Regions from separate parts of the Sus scrofa genome. Here region 2 is linked to region 1. The links are chromatin contacts, called in public Hi-C maps. All regions are on one chromosome and are shown on one strand. The core of a region is the stretch at or near the end of the contact, and the rest is flanking DNA. Distances in the headings are between cores, read along the strand shown. Region 1 holds the start of LEPROT (leptin receptor overlapping transcript). Region 2 overlaps DNAJC6 (DnaJ heat shock protein family (Hsp40) member C6).

Region 1 (6,949 bases), core at 3,270-5,769:
AGTTGGACTGCTGCCTTCTTTTCCCTTTAGAAAACTCATGGTCGCTTGAAGAAAAAGTCTTTAATCCCCTAACAACTCTACTTCTAATTTTGCCATAAGGCTTCCGTTCTTCCTTTGGCTCAGCAGAGAAAACGCTCTTCGCTGGGAGCAGGTTTTAAAGCAGTTCCGCACGTTCACAATGGATCGGGGTGGGGGGGTGTCTCATAGGAACCCATGGTCCTCCAGGTTTGTGAGCGGTTGTGGGAAGAGAACAGATGACAACACTGACTATTGGTCACCAGACTCGGCAGTTGCAGTCAGAGAGCTGATCTTATGTCTGATGGCTTGTCAGGATTGGCCTTTTTGAGGGGCCAGGTTCCTCTTCTCACCCGATGAAATTCGACCCCTGAAGTCATGACAGTGGCGTTTATTTAAAAGTTGTTGGGGGTCTACTGGAACATCGCTGACACAGGGACATCCACAGAAAGCAAAGCAAGAATGAAACCTTTGTAGACTTCACACGGGTTGGATTTCAGTTCAGTGCTCTGACTGTTTCTCATTTTGAGGGGTAAGCAGTTGTTCCCCGTGACGTTAGTAGATCGTTTTGGGTGTGTGTATATGCAGGGGTGCAGGGGGTATGTATGCAAAGCAGGTGGGCAAAAAGATTTCCATGCTAATCTGAAAAGGTTCATGCTCAATATTGTGTAAAGCTTTCAAAGGTTGTTTTTCAAAGACAATCATTTTTGTTTCTATTTTTCTTATTGCAAACTCTACTGGAAAAGCAGCATGTCAAAAATATTTTATGTTCTCTACACAACTCTGCTTTTTTTCTCTTCTTTGTCCCTTTCTTCTTCTAATTCTTTTTTTTTTTTGATTAAAAGATTCATTATTTATGTTATGGTTTGCTGACAATGTGAAACTCACAGAAAATGTTCTCTTTTTAAATATACAGCTGCAAACTGTTCAAAGGAACCATAAAAAAAAACCCTAGGTGTTATTTATTAACATATTATAAAATAATGTTTGATGCAGTATGTGCTTGTCTTATGTAAAACTGGAATGTGAGACACGTTGCTGTGACTTTTTTTTCTCATTCACATTTGTAGATATTGTGTGAACTACAGTATATAATGATAATAATTAAAAGGCTATGTGAATGTCACGTACATTTTGAAATGATAGAACTATATTAGCTTTGTATCATGTTTGGATAATTCATCAATGTTCACAGTTTAAAACATCATTAAACATTATATAATTAGCAATGAGAAAGAATCTTACCTAACTTAAATTTGGGATGTTCCCTGTCTCTTCTCCAGATACATTATAATTCTGGACCTCTATTTATCTCAAAACTCTTAACATGTGCAGACCAACAGGTTTTTGCATTCCTTTTAAATATCTTGGTTGTGACAGAGCTTGTTGTTGATCAGATTCACTGTTTCATTCATATTTATTGTAATATATTTTTTGTTTTGTAAATATGTTACACTCAAAATGTGATCGGTCTAAAATATTTGTAATGTATATTAAAAGGCTCGAAAATATTTGTAGAAATGTAAGTTATTTTTGCACCCAGGAATATGATGACAAGCTTGAATTATACTTTCTGACATGATTCACTTTTACGAAAAATTATGAGGAAAGAATATGAAAAACCTATAATACATTTGCACCAAAACATAATCTGACAGGATTTCTTGGTTTATGCTTTTTTTTTTTTTCTTTCTGTCTTTTTAGGGCCACACCCGCGGCCTATGGAAGTTCCCAGGCTAGGGGGTCCAATCAGAGCTGTGACTGCTGGTGTACGCCTCGGCCACAGCAACACGGGGTCTGAGCTGTGTCTGCGGTCTACACCACAGCTCACGGCAACGCCAGATCCTTAACCCACTGAGTGAGGCCAGGGATCGAACCTGTGTCCTCATGGATATTAGTTGGGTTTGTTACCGCTGAGCCACAACGGGAACTCCAGCTTTGGTCCTTTTTTCTTCTCCCTGGGCTGATAGAGAGCTGCATACATAAAACAGCAGACTTCCACTGTAAGTTCTGTAAGGGGAGTGGTTGGCTGTGTGTAAAGAAATGGTGGTTGAGAGGGAGGAAAACCAACACTGACTGATTTCGATAGTGCCGCATCATACTTGCATTTAACTTAAGCAGTGACTTGGGAGCCACTGCCTCTATCTTGCATGCACTGCCCTAGGTGCTCTTACCTATATAAATTTTTCTCATTTAATTTTCAAAACGTTCTGAGAGGCAGGTTTTACAAATCCTCACTCAGGAAATGGAAACCTGGAGAGATTTACCCAGAGCTAAGGTTTGAAGTTAGATCTTTTCTGAAGGTTAAGGAAAGATTATACGACATAGGTGAACTGTATTTGTGAATTTGACCAGCATTTTGTACATACTGCATGCAAAACACTGATAGATATGTAAGGGAAAATAAATGATTGAATGGATTTGACTGTCCTGTTAAACATTAAGGACTATTATTTCTAATCACTATGGCAGTTCCTGGCTTCTTGGTGCCTAAGATCTACTATGGGGAACCGTTCAAGTGCTGGCCTGTCTGACTTCAGATTTAACATGTGGAGGCTTGAGCTCAGCTTCCCTACCGATGAGATACTATTTGAGCTGTAGTTTTCCCATCTGTAAAGTGGAGATAGTAAAACCTGGTTCCTAGTGTGAGAGAATTGGATGGAAGGAGGGAATATAAAAATTGATCCAGGAGTTCCCGTTGTGGCGTAGAGGAAACGAATCCAACTAGTATCCATGAGGACGCAGGTTTGATCCCTGGCCTCGCTCAGTGGGTTAGGATCTAGCGTTGCCGTGAGCTGTGGTATAGGTCGCAGAGGCGGCTCGGATCCTGCATTGCTGTGGCTGTGGTATAGGCCGTCAGCTGTAGCTCTGATCAGACCCCTAGCCTGGGAACTTACATATGCCACGGGTGCAGCCCTAAAAATTAAAAAAATTAAATTAAATAAATAAATAAAAAATTACCCATAAAGTCCTCTGTAGTCCTAGGCAGTGTGACAGAGGACATGGATCTTATTCTTCCAAGTAACGTACTAACAGCAAGTTAAGGGATAGGACTCAGCTTCTAAGGCTTTACTTTCTGTTTTTGGTGACTCATTCTCGGGGAAACATAAAATGGGTAAGTGGAAGAACAATTTTTCAGTGAACATCATCTGGCGAGAGGAAAACAGATTTTCTCAGGAGATGGCTAAAACCTCTGGCAAGATGGTTTTCTCTCTAAAGAGCTTCATAAACTGAAAAGGAAAGTTGGAGACAAATACTGTCTCTGCATTTTTCTGATTCTCGTCATTACCCTGGAGCAAACACCTTATCTTTTTGCATCTCACCATCTTTCAGTTTCTTCTAAGCCTGAGGCATTCAGACCAAGCTGTGCCTCTGAAGTAAGGTCATTTTTCTTCAAAATCATTTCTCCTTCTTGAGACTAGCCTCAGGCTGACGTGGAAGGTCCCAAGAAACCCTTACATAGTTTTCCTAGACACGGCTGGGTGCTTGGGGATGAAAAGGGAAACAGGAGATTTGACCCCATAGGAAATTCTCACCAATCAGGGGAAAGAGGCTTCCTCCTGAGGGCAGCTTTGTGTTTCAGTAAGGTAGCTAGAAATCCAGGCTTCCAGTTTGGGGCCGTGGAGAGTTTTCCCTGAATGCTTTAACTCAACATAGGGAAAGAGAAGTTGACAATAATGTGCTCAATGTACAGTTTTGAGAAAGGAAGCAGAGTAGTGAGCCTGAAAGGTGGTGGTGGTGAAAATTTGTACTTATGTAGCAAGGGGAGCCGGATTCTCCACGAACCCCTCGATCTTTCAATCCTGTGTAAAATTAAGAAAAAGTAATCGAAGAGGAGCAGCACCGTAAAATGGAGGGGTTCTCAGCTAGAAAGAGGGGTAAGTGGCCCATAATCCAACCTCCTGCAAAGAGTTGTGTGAAGCAGGCAAGTCCTATCCTTTCTGAGCCTCCTTCTGAAAAGGATGAACCAGGGCGGGAATTATGCAGAAGCTCAGGACCTAGAGGGAGAGCTCGGGGATCAAGGTCGGGGTAACCCTAAGAGAGCAGGACGGGGCTCTGGGTGGCACGGCTGGAGGAGATAGGTACCAGCAGGGGCGGATTCTGTGCGGCTAGGTTGGAGAGCTGGACTGTCAGGGGCGGGGCTCTGAGTGACTGGGCGGGAGGAGAGCCGGACCTGCAGGGGTGGGGCTCTGATTGGACGGAGCGAGGTCCAGCGGGGGCGGGGCTTTGCGAGGCGGAGGGGTGGAGACCATTAAGGGCGGGGCTCTGAATAGTGCGGCCGGAGGAGATAGGGACCAGCAGGGGCAGGCCCTGAGTGGCGGGCGGGAGGAGATCGGGACCAGCAGTGAAGGGCCTCTGAGTGGCTGGGGGTGGAGCCCATCAAGGGCGGGGCTCTGAGTGGTTGGGCCGAGGGAGGATCAGCAGGGGTGGAGCTATGCGTGGCGGGGCGGGCTTGGGACCCAAGGTACGGCCCTGGGCCGGGTCTGGGCGGGGGCCACGGCCGCGGCAGGAAACCGGAAGCAGCCGCGGCCCCAACTCGGGAGACATGGCTGGCGTTAAAGGTACACCGGAGGTCCCCGGCTCGCTGGTCCTTTGGTGGGGTTGTGCCTCGGCTCCGGGCTAAGCCTGGAGCTGCGCCTTCAGCGCGTGGGCGGGGAACGGCTTCCCCCAGACCCGTCACCCTGCTCGCCTCTCTGGGTGGGAAGGAGCTCTCCTGCTCCCTTGGCCCCTTGGGGTGCGGGTGGAGGCGTGTTTCGGGCAACCTCACCCTTTTTTCTGCAAGACTGCTAGTCTGAGTGCTTTCTCCCGCGTCTCCGGGACGCTCCACGCGGAGCCCTCGCTGGGAGATCCTGGCTAGCCGTGGAGGCATCACCTCCCTGCTCCGTCCCAGTTCCTTGGAGCGTCGTCCCACCCGCTCCTATGCCGAGTTTTAAACTAGGTTTTCACTTCCTGACATGTCCATCCTAACGCCTCTCTTCCCTTTTCCTGCAACTTCGCTGAGTTTCCCATTTCTTCCAGAGGAGCCATTGTCTCCAGTGTTCCCGGAATTGGGACACTGAAATATGTTGTTCCTAATGATTTTTCCAGTTGGGCAGAGTTGGCTTCAAGCGGGTGTCAGCAGAAAGCACCCTGAAATGCTGTTTCTCGTAACTGTGGAGAATGGGTGCACGTTGATCGCCCCTTTTATCAGTGTTTATTCATTTATGGACAGACAAGAAGATAGTGTTTGCGCTGTACTTGCTTTTGGATGGGGCATTTGATTTTAAAAAAGAGGGTACCAAAAACACCAGTTCCCTCATCTACGTGCCTTCAGAGGGACTGGGGATGTGACTGGGAGAGGTCGGAAGTCATCCTTTTGGTTTGGTAAGACGCCTTTTGATTTCTGATCTTTTGAATAGAGTAGCATAACTTGTTTCTACGTTGGCGTTCTAGCCTTGAAATTTATACCCAAAGATCTTCCCTCTCCAGTTAATCGGCATGTGCCTAAACATTCGTCCGGGTGTATTTGTACCCAGGCATGAGTTTATGATGAAATTTATCTGTGTGTGTAAACTGTTAGCAGCAGACGCATTTTCTGGCTGACTTTTACATGTGGCATTAATTAGTAAACATAATTTACTTGGACACTGTCCTCTGTGTAATATAACCATTTGAAGCTAGTGCAGGGAGTTTCCATTGTGGCTCAGCGGAGATGAATTCAACTAGTATCCATGAGGATGTGGGCTCCATCCCTGGCCTGGCTCAGTGGGTTAAGGATCCCTCATTGCTGTGGCTGCGGCGTAGGCTGGCAGCTGTAGCTCTGATTCAGCCCCTAGCTTGGGAACTTCCATATGCCACTAGTATGGCATGTGCCCTGAAAAGCCCCCCCCCAAAAAAAAAAGAAAAAAAAAAAAGAGTAAGCCAGTGCAGAAAACAGATGACAAGTGACAAGTATCAGGACTACACTGTGTTTAGTCATGCGTGGAAACTATCAAATAATACTACTTATTATGAATGTGTTAGAAATTGTGATGTGGTACAAAGGAAGATAGGCTATGAAATGAAAAAGGACTGCGAAAAGGAAGCATTTGCAGGTAATTCAGTTCATCTTTTAAAGAAGGACTACTGTATGCCTTTATGCCTGAGGCTTGGGATAAAGAGTTAAATGAGAAATTATTGTTGGGTGACAGAGCTGGAAGTAATTGTGCTCCTGTTTAAATGGCTAAGGTGTGCTAGGGTACAATGAGAACACAAATAGCTGTGGATCGATGCTCCTACATAAATGTGTTCAAGTTCTAATTGCCTTGGATCTGTGAACTTGACCTTATTTGGAAATAGGGTCTTTACAAATGTAATTAATTTAGGATGACATTGGGTTAGATGGGCTCTAACTCAATGACTAGTATCCTTATAAGAAAAGGGAAAATTAAACATGGAGACATATGGGGAGAACACCATATGAAGACAGAGGCAGAAACTGGAATGATGCATCTACAAGCCAGGGAGGACCAAAGAAGGCAGACAGCTACCAGAAGTTAGGATAAGGCAAGGAAGGAGACTTCCCTTAGAGTCTTCAGAGGGGGCATGGCCCTGCTAACGCCTTGGTTTCAGATATCAAGCCTCTATTACTGTAAGAGAATAAATTTCTGTTCTTCAAAGCCACCCAGTTTGTGGTTCATTATTAATAGCAGCCCTAGGAAACTAATACAGATGGGATTCCTGAACCCTGCTCCGGGGAGGAAGAGGACCACTTTCACAAAAGAGGCCATCCTTGGTCTGAATCTCAAAGGACCAATGAGGCTTCAACTGGTAAAGGATGGAGGGAAGGCAGAGTTTATTCTAAGTGGAGAACCCATGTGACATGGGGCCGAGGTGCACCTCGAGTGCTAGAATAGCTCGTGGGCTGTGAAAGCAACTGTGGCGGGTTGACACCAGCTTGATGTACTTGAGAGAT
Region 2 (6,436 bases), core at 3,739-6,238, 160 kb before region 1:
CTGATTAGGAACCATGAGGTTTCGGGTTCGATCCCTGGCCTCACTCAGTGGGTTAAGGATCCGGCATTGCCGTGAGCTGTGGTGTAGGTCACAGATGTGGCTGGATCTGGCATTGCTGTGGCTTTGGCATAGGCTGGTGGCTACAGCTCCAATTAGACCCCTAGCCTGGGAATCTCCATATGCTGTGGGTGTGGCCCTAAAAAGGACAAAAAGACAAAAAAAAATCAATTAATGATGGATAAAAAGATGAACATATATGTGATAAAGCAGATTTAGCAAAATGTACTTAAAGGCAGTTGCTGGGCAATTCTTCCAACTTTTTATACATTTGAAACTTTTCAAAATACAATTTTGGGTAGGTGTTCCCTTGTGGTGCAGCAGGTTAAGGATCTGGTGTTGTCACTGCAGTGGCTTGTGTTTGATCCCTGCCCCGGAAACTTCCATATGCTGTGGACATGGCCAAAAAAAAAAAATATATATATATATATATAAAATTCTGGGTAAAATGCAAGTAATCCTAGAGATGACCATACTCCTGGGAAAAAAAATTACTCCCTTGTTAATATAAATAGCAGCCCCTCTCCCACTTCCTTACTCCTCCTAGCTTTAGTCTTTCTTCCTGGGAAGCCATTTGATTAAAAAGGATCTGGAGTGAGCTTGGCATGGGGTGAGCTAATGCTTTATGCCAGGGCTTTGTATTCTTCCTGATAGGTAATTTTCGCAATAGTCATATACGCTAGTTATTATTTTCTGCATTTTATGAGGAAACTGAGGTGCAGAGGGAAAAACTTGATCCAAGTCAGCAGGTAATAATCTTAGTCTTACAGCATTTATGGAGCCCTTACTTGATGTGTCAGGCTTTGTGCCATGTACTTTACATGCATCAACTCATTTGAGCCTCACCAAACCCAAGGAGGTAGGTGCCATCATCTTCATCTTACAGACCAGGAAATGGAGACACAGAGAAGTGCCAGACTGCATCCCTCTTTCCTCTAGAAGCCAGAAAATGGCAGAGCCCATGTTTGAACCTGGTCTGCTTTAGAGTCCTGGCCCTACTACTCAAACCCAGGCCTTGGCCTAATTAGTAAATCAGCATACTTTGTGGAAACCTCTTGTTCTGAGACCACAAGCTCTTTGAAGACAATGGTTCGTTCAGCACCGTCATTCTCAGTGTTCAGAGCAGTGTCTGGAACAATGACTATTAATTGGATGAAAGCGTACATGAATGGTGGCTTCTCATCACTTCTTTCTTCACCCCATCTGCCCCTCACCGTGCTCCGAACTTCCCTAACTGGCCATCTTTTGGCTGCCCTGGCCTCGGTCCTTGGAGATGGACATGCCCATTTCTTCCATATGGTTATGGGCCAACATGGCTCATTTGGTGGCCAGGGAGGAGTTCCAGTCAAGGCGTGTTTTCCTCATTGGCCTTAAATTGTCAAAGACAAGCATAAAAGTAGTATCCACTGGCAAGGAAAAAATGGGAACAAAAACCAAATACTTAACATTTTGCCGTACTTTCAGGGAGTCTTTAAATTGTGGCAACTAGAAATTAACAACAGGACCCGTAATGGCCACAAGCTTTTATTCTATAGCTGTATTTGACTCTTGGGCTGCAGTAATGAACAGGTAGACACTAGCAATTAGTTCTCTTAAATGTGCCAAATATGTTGATAATTATACTTTACACGTATACAGAACTTAGTTTACAAAGAGCCGCATCTCTTCTCTCTATTGATCTTCTGAACATACGCAGGGCAGGTATGATTAGCCCCACTTTGCAGATGAGGAAACTGGTGCCATAGTGGTTAAATCACCTGTGCTACATCCCTCAGGTAACAGTGGTAGGGATAGGACTTTAACCCTCTTATCTCTTATCTTATCCAGCAAATTTTCCATGTCTGGATTGTACTTAACCCAGCAGTTTCCGGGGATGAGCACAACCAGTGGATGTATTTTTGTTGTTGTTGTTGTTGCTCCTTTTCCAATCGGGTGAGGTCCTGGATTGGGTGAGTTAGTCTTTTTTTGACATCAGTTTACCAATCTGTGTAATGGGATGTAAACACCACCCATCAGTGAGTGAATCTTTTTTTGACATCAGTTTACCAATCTGTGTAATGGGATGTAAACACCACCCATCAGTGAGTGCACTTAGAGCAGAGGAGGTTGTGAGCATTCAGAACTTCAAAAACAATTTCTGAGGGAAGATGTTTGGAAGGGACTTTGATGTCTCTGATTCATTTTCCATAAAATGAATTAAATGGTACCTTCCCTGGTCACGCTAAAATGGCATCTCTGTTACTTCATTATCCTGCATCCTGTTTCTTCACAGCATCCACTGCCATTTATTATATATTTGTTTGTTTATGGCATGTCTGAATCCTCCCACCCAAATGTGATAGCCTTGAGAGCAGGGATTTGGTTTTCCTGCACCCCTGAATCGCTAACAGGTTGGAACCGTGCCAGGCACAAACAACCATTTGCTGAGTGAAAGAACAAAGAAGTGAATCTGAGCTGTGTAATGATTGAAAGTAAGCTTGATATTTGGATGATTGAAAAAAATCTGCTTGAGTGTTCCTTGCTGTCTAACAGAGGGGTCTTGGTCTGGCTTTCACAGATCCATTTCTGTGTCAGCCATCCAGTGGCTTAAAACCAATCACTAAAGCCTTGAGTACCAATTCATACCTGGGTGAAATGGGTTCAATAACCCAGGTCCATGCAGCAGACATAGGTCGTTGTATTGCACTGTGTGCCTCTGCATTGAATTGGCCTGGGAGCAGCTTGAGGCCTGGGGCTGGTCTCCTTCACTGTTCAGTCCCAAGTACTTATTTATCATAGAGCCTGGCCCTCAGAGAGGTAAAAGACATGTTTGCTGAATGAATGAATATATAGAGGAAACAAGCACAGGGCTCTTAATCCCCCTCAAAGCTAAGGTCTCCATTTGAGAAGAAGCTTGGTTCATGGCAAACACATTACTCTTTCAACTAAAATCAAATCTCTCCAGAGATAAGGAGGCACTAAATAACTGGTGTCCTAACCCACTGCAAGGAAAGGCAAACCTAGGCTCCAGATCCAGTTCCATGCCATGTTTTGGAATTTGTGTTTACGTCTGCCTTCATCCCCATCCTTTCCGCTCTAGCATAAGCAAAATTATAACCCCGCACACTGACTTGCAGGCAATTATCAGAGCCCTGGTGCTCCTCCGTTGAGGGACTTCGCCCCCGAGACCGCTGACTGTATGTGAATAACAAATCAAAAGTCAGGGTTGCAGAATCAGCCGGACTTTCCCGCTCCTTTGCAGCAGAGGGAGGAAGCAGAGAATGAAAGATTCTGAAAATAAAGGTAAGGGGCTGACTGCAGAAGGGAGGCTAAAAGATGCTAGAGATAAGATGTCACTCTACAGACATGTGTAGTAGGTGTTATATGGCTGATTTAAAATTACCGTGCAGATATTATTTAAAAATTCTAGTTATATAATAAACATGACTTTTAAAAATAACCAGCTCTGCTTTCCAAGTATTGTGTCATTCAGTTTTCCATTTTTGTGCTACTAAATATAACATCTTTGCATCCTTCATTTAGTCTTGGCTGAGTAACACTATTTACATTTCATAGATTTCCTTATAATAGCTCCCTTTTATTTGGGGAGTGTTCACAATAGTTCATTGATATGTAGACTTTTAATGCATTATTAGAACTGCAACATCTGAAATACTTAGGACTTTTTACATTTTGGGTTCTCGAGAAAAACGCTGACCCAAGAATCCTTTCATGAACATTAACCTTTTCAGGTGGATCCAAAGGGAAGACGTCACTGACCTTCAAAAACTGTTGATCTTACAGAGATAATCAGATGCCAACTCCCCCACTTTGCAAGCCTCCATCCCCTAGATCCTTGGCATCTCCCCCCACCCCACCCCCAATCCTCCCCTCATCCTTAATTCTGCTTGAGGCAAGGGGAAGGCGAGAAACAGATTTAAAGGAAAACTCAGCAAAGAACAGAGTTCTCTAAAATTAGCCAGCCAAATGTTAAGTTCAACGACAAGGGTTCTGGAGGATTCTGGGGTTTTAAGTTCCGAGGCGCCTTACATTTTCTGCCGCAGTTGGGGGAGGAGCGATAAATCCCAAGGTCTCAGGAGGCTGCACGTGTTCCCGGATCCTGTTTCCCGGAGGGAGCTCTTCCTTGGTGCCGCGTAGGGGCTGCTCCTGGTCCGGGTGCAGGAGGAGGGCGCAGAGCGGCCGGGCTCCGGGCGAAAGCTCCGGGGCAGCCGCTGCGGCAGAGGACGCCATCTCAGCGCCTCCTGGCCCAGCCTCTGCTTCCCCTGCGCTAATTTTAGGCTTGTCCTACCCCCCTCCCCTTCTCCCCAGCGGGCGGTCACTGATCTGACTACGGAGCCTCTCCTCTCAGTGGGTTGAGGAGGCCTCAGCACTTTGCCCTTGGCCGCCAGACTTGGGTGCTCGGGTGGAGGTGGCACGCAGCAGCGGGCAGGTTACCGGCGCCCTCCGAGCCTCCCCAACGCTGGAGCTAAGCTGCTCGGAAGCTTGGTGAGACCGCACAGGTCCCCCGCCTTGTCCTCACTGCACGCAGGGTAGCCAGCAGGGCCTTCTGCAGCCCAGTCCCCAGCCACGCACTCTGGCGTGTTATAAGATTCTCGCCTTGTATTTATTCCATATTAGAAACAAAAAGCAGCCAAGCAAACAAATCATAGCCACACAGCCAGATGTCCGTAGGAAGACTGGTATTTTAATCTGCCAAACTGTTTGTAAGGAAGCAATCCCACTTTGAGGTTTTAAAAGCGGCCGTGGTAGCCGGTGTCGGTAGTTTTAACATGGAACAGGCTCTGGATCATTCACATCCACGTATCGATCTTTGTGGTTTTGATGTTTAAATTTTAATTAAGCAGCCTTAGCAGAGAGGGAAACAGATTTGCATGGCCCTGGTAATGGCCAAGAGGGCTTATCCACTGCTGTTGCTAAGACAGGCTCTCATGGACAAATAAAACTGTGTGTGTAATCAAAATATTTTAAATGAACGCAGAGAATGTTGGCTTTTCCTGTTTTTTTAAGCCACCGGAGAAAGGGTTTCTCCAAAGAAAAAATGTGCTTATGTGCCATATCAGGCTAAGCCAGGGGCAGGGTTTAGAAAAAGTGAAGAATGCCTTAACTGGAGGCCCAGGTTGAGGTTAATATTCACCATGATTTGGAATTGAACACTGTTTCTCAGTGGATCACAATGCTTTAAGCTTCCAATCCCAGCTGCTTTTTTGAGAGGGGGTGGGATTTAGAATTTTTGTTTCACTTCCATTTGGAAGGAGCCTTTGGTTGGAAGTCAGGATGGTCAGCTTCTGGCTTGTTTTGCCACTAACTCATTAGTGACCCAGCACAGGCCCTTTATATCTTTGGATCTGTTTCCTTATCTCTAAAATGGACACACGTTAGACGAGATCACTGTTCTTCAGCTTGAAGGTGGTAAGAAAGCAGTTTAGTGAGACTCAAGCAGTATTTTAGAAAGATGAAATAGAATAGAACATGTCAGAAACCACTGCCTATGGGACACATAAATAATTCTTTCCTGTAATTTCCGTTTTAGACATTTATGTTTTTGTATGTGGATATGGGCTCTATGGCTGTCAGGTCTGTTTCTCACTGTGAATCCCAATCAGAAGACTTTGAGGAACACTGAAATCAATCATAGCTTCTTAGTTTGTCAAGGCATCGATGAAATGCAGTTTTAGATGAACATCCTTTTTTAATACGATGAGGATGTCAGTAGTTGTCCTCAAAATTTCAAAGCGGTCTAAGACCTCAAACAGGATATGAACTATTGTGTTTTCCCCCAAGGCTGTTCCAAGCTAACTTTACTTAGAGATCAAAGAATCCTTTCAGGGCTTGGAGATGGGTTTGTGTTGACCACAACAAGCAGAGTGTGAGATGTGAGATGGAGTGTGTGTGTGTGTGTGTGTGTGTGTGTGTGTGTGGATGTTGAGGAGAAGTTGTGACCATGGTAACCAGACCCTGAAAGCTATTTGTAGGTTCCAGAGTGCCAGTTGCTGACCTGAATATGAAACATAAATATCTAAAATTTAGAGTCTTTGTGCTGAAAAGTACAACAGAAAAGCCATTAACATATTGTACATTGGAGTTCCGGTCGTGGTGCAGTGGAAATGAATCCGACTAGGAACCGTGAGGTTGTGGGTTCCATCCCTGGCCTCGCTCAGTGGGTTGGGGGATCCGGCATTGTTGTGAGCTGTAGGTCGCAGATGAGGCTTGGATCCCACATTGCTTTGGCTCTGGCATAGGCTGGCAGCTACAGCTCTGATTAGACCAATAGCCTGGGAACCTCCATATGCCACGGGAGCAGCCCTAAAAGGGTAAAAGACAAAAGACAAAAAAAAAAAAAGTTTTTTTTTTTACATTATTTGAAAGTCAGCTCTCCTTG

The links. Hi-C and Micro-C count contacts between places; a contact is called where the count stands out from the background.
Region 2: a contact with region 1 is called in a Hi-C map of skeletal muscle, with 2.4 times the contacts expected there. The contact joins the enhancer-like site here to the promoter of LEPROT in region 1. A contact is called at or near these places in 5 of 47 Hi-C or Micro-C datasets (embryonic fibroblasts, heart right ventricle, skeletal muscle and 1 more) and 1 of 2 datasets of contacts at active chromatin or transcription factors (skeletal muscle).

What each region holds. Positions count from the first base shown.
Region 1 is chr6:146,984,831-146,991,779 of Sscrofa11.1, reverse strand. It overlaps LEPROT (leptin receptor overlapping transcript), which reads left to right and starts at 4,519. Exons shown (of 4, transcript NM_001145388.1): 1 at 4,519-4,577. The coding sequence starts at 4,562. It also overlaps a transcript of DNAJC6 not described here.
Region 2 is chr6:147,141,828-147,148,263 of Sscrofa11.1, reverse strand. The region is part of intron 1 of DNAJC6 (DnaJ heat shock protein family (Hsp40) member C6); the gene reads left to right. Among named protein-coding and RNA genes, the nearest start is that of DNAJC6, 10 kb to the left of the region's middle. Within about 2 kb of position 4,988, at least 40 of the 83 cell types and tissues checked have an H3K27ac peak or open chromatin away from gene starts, as enhancers often do. A contact at or near this core is called in skeletal muscle and subcutaneous adipose tissue, where this site is marked.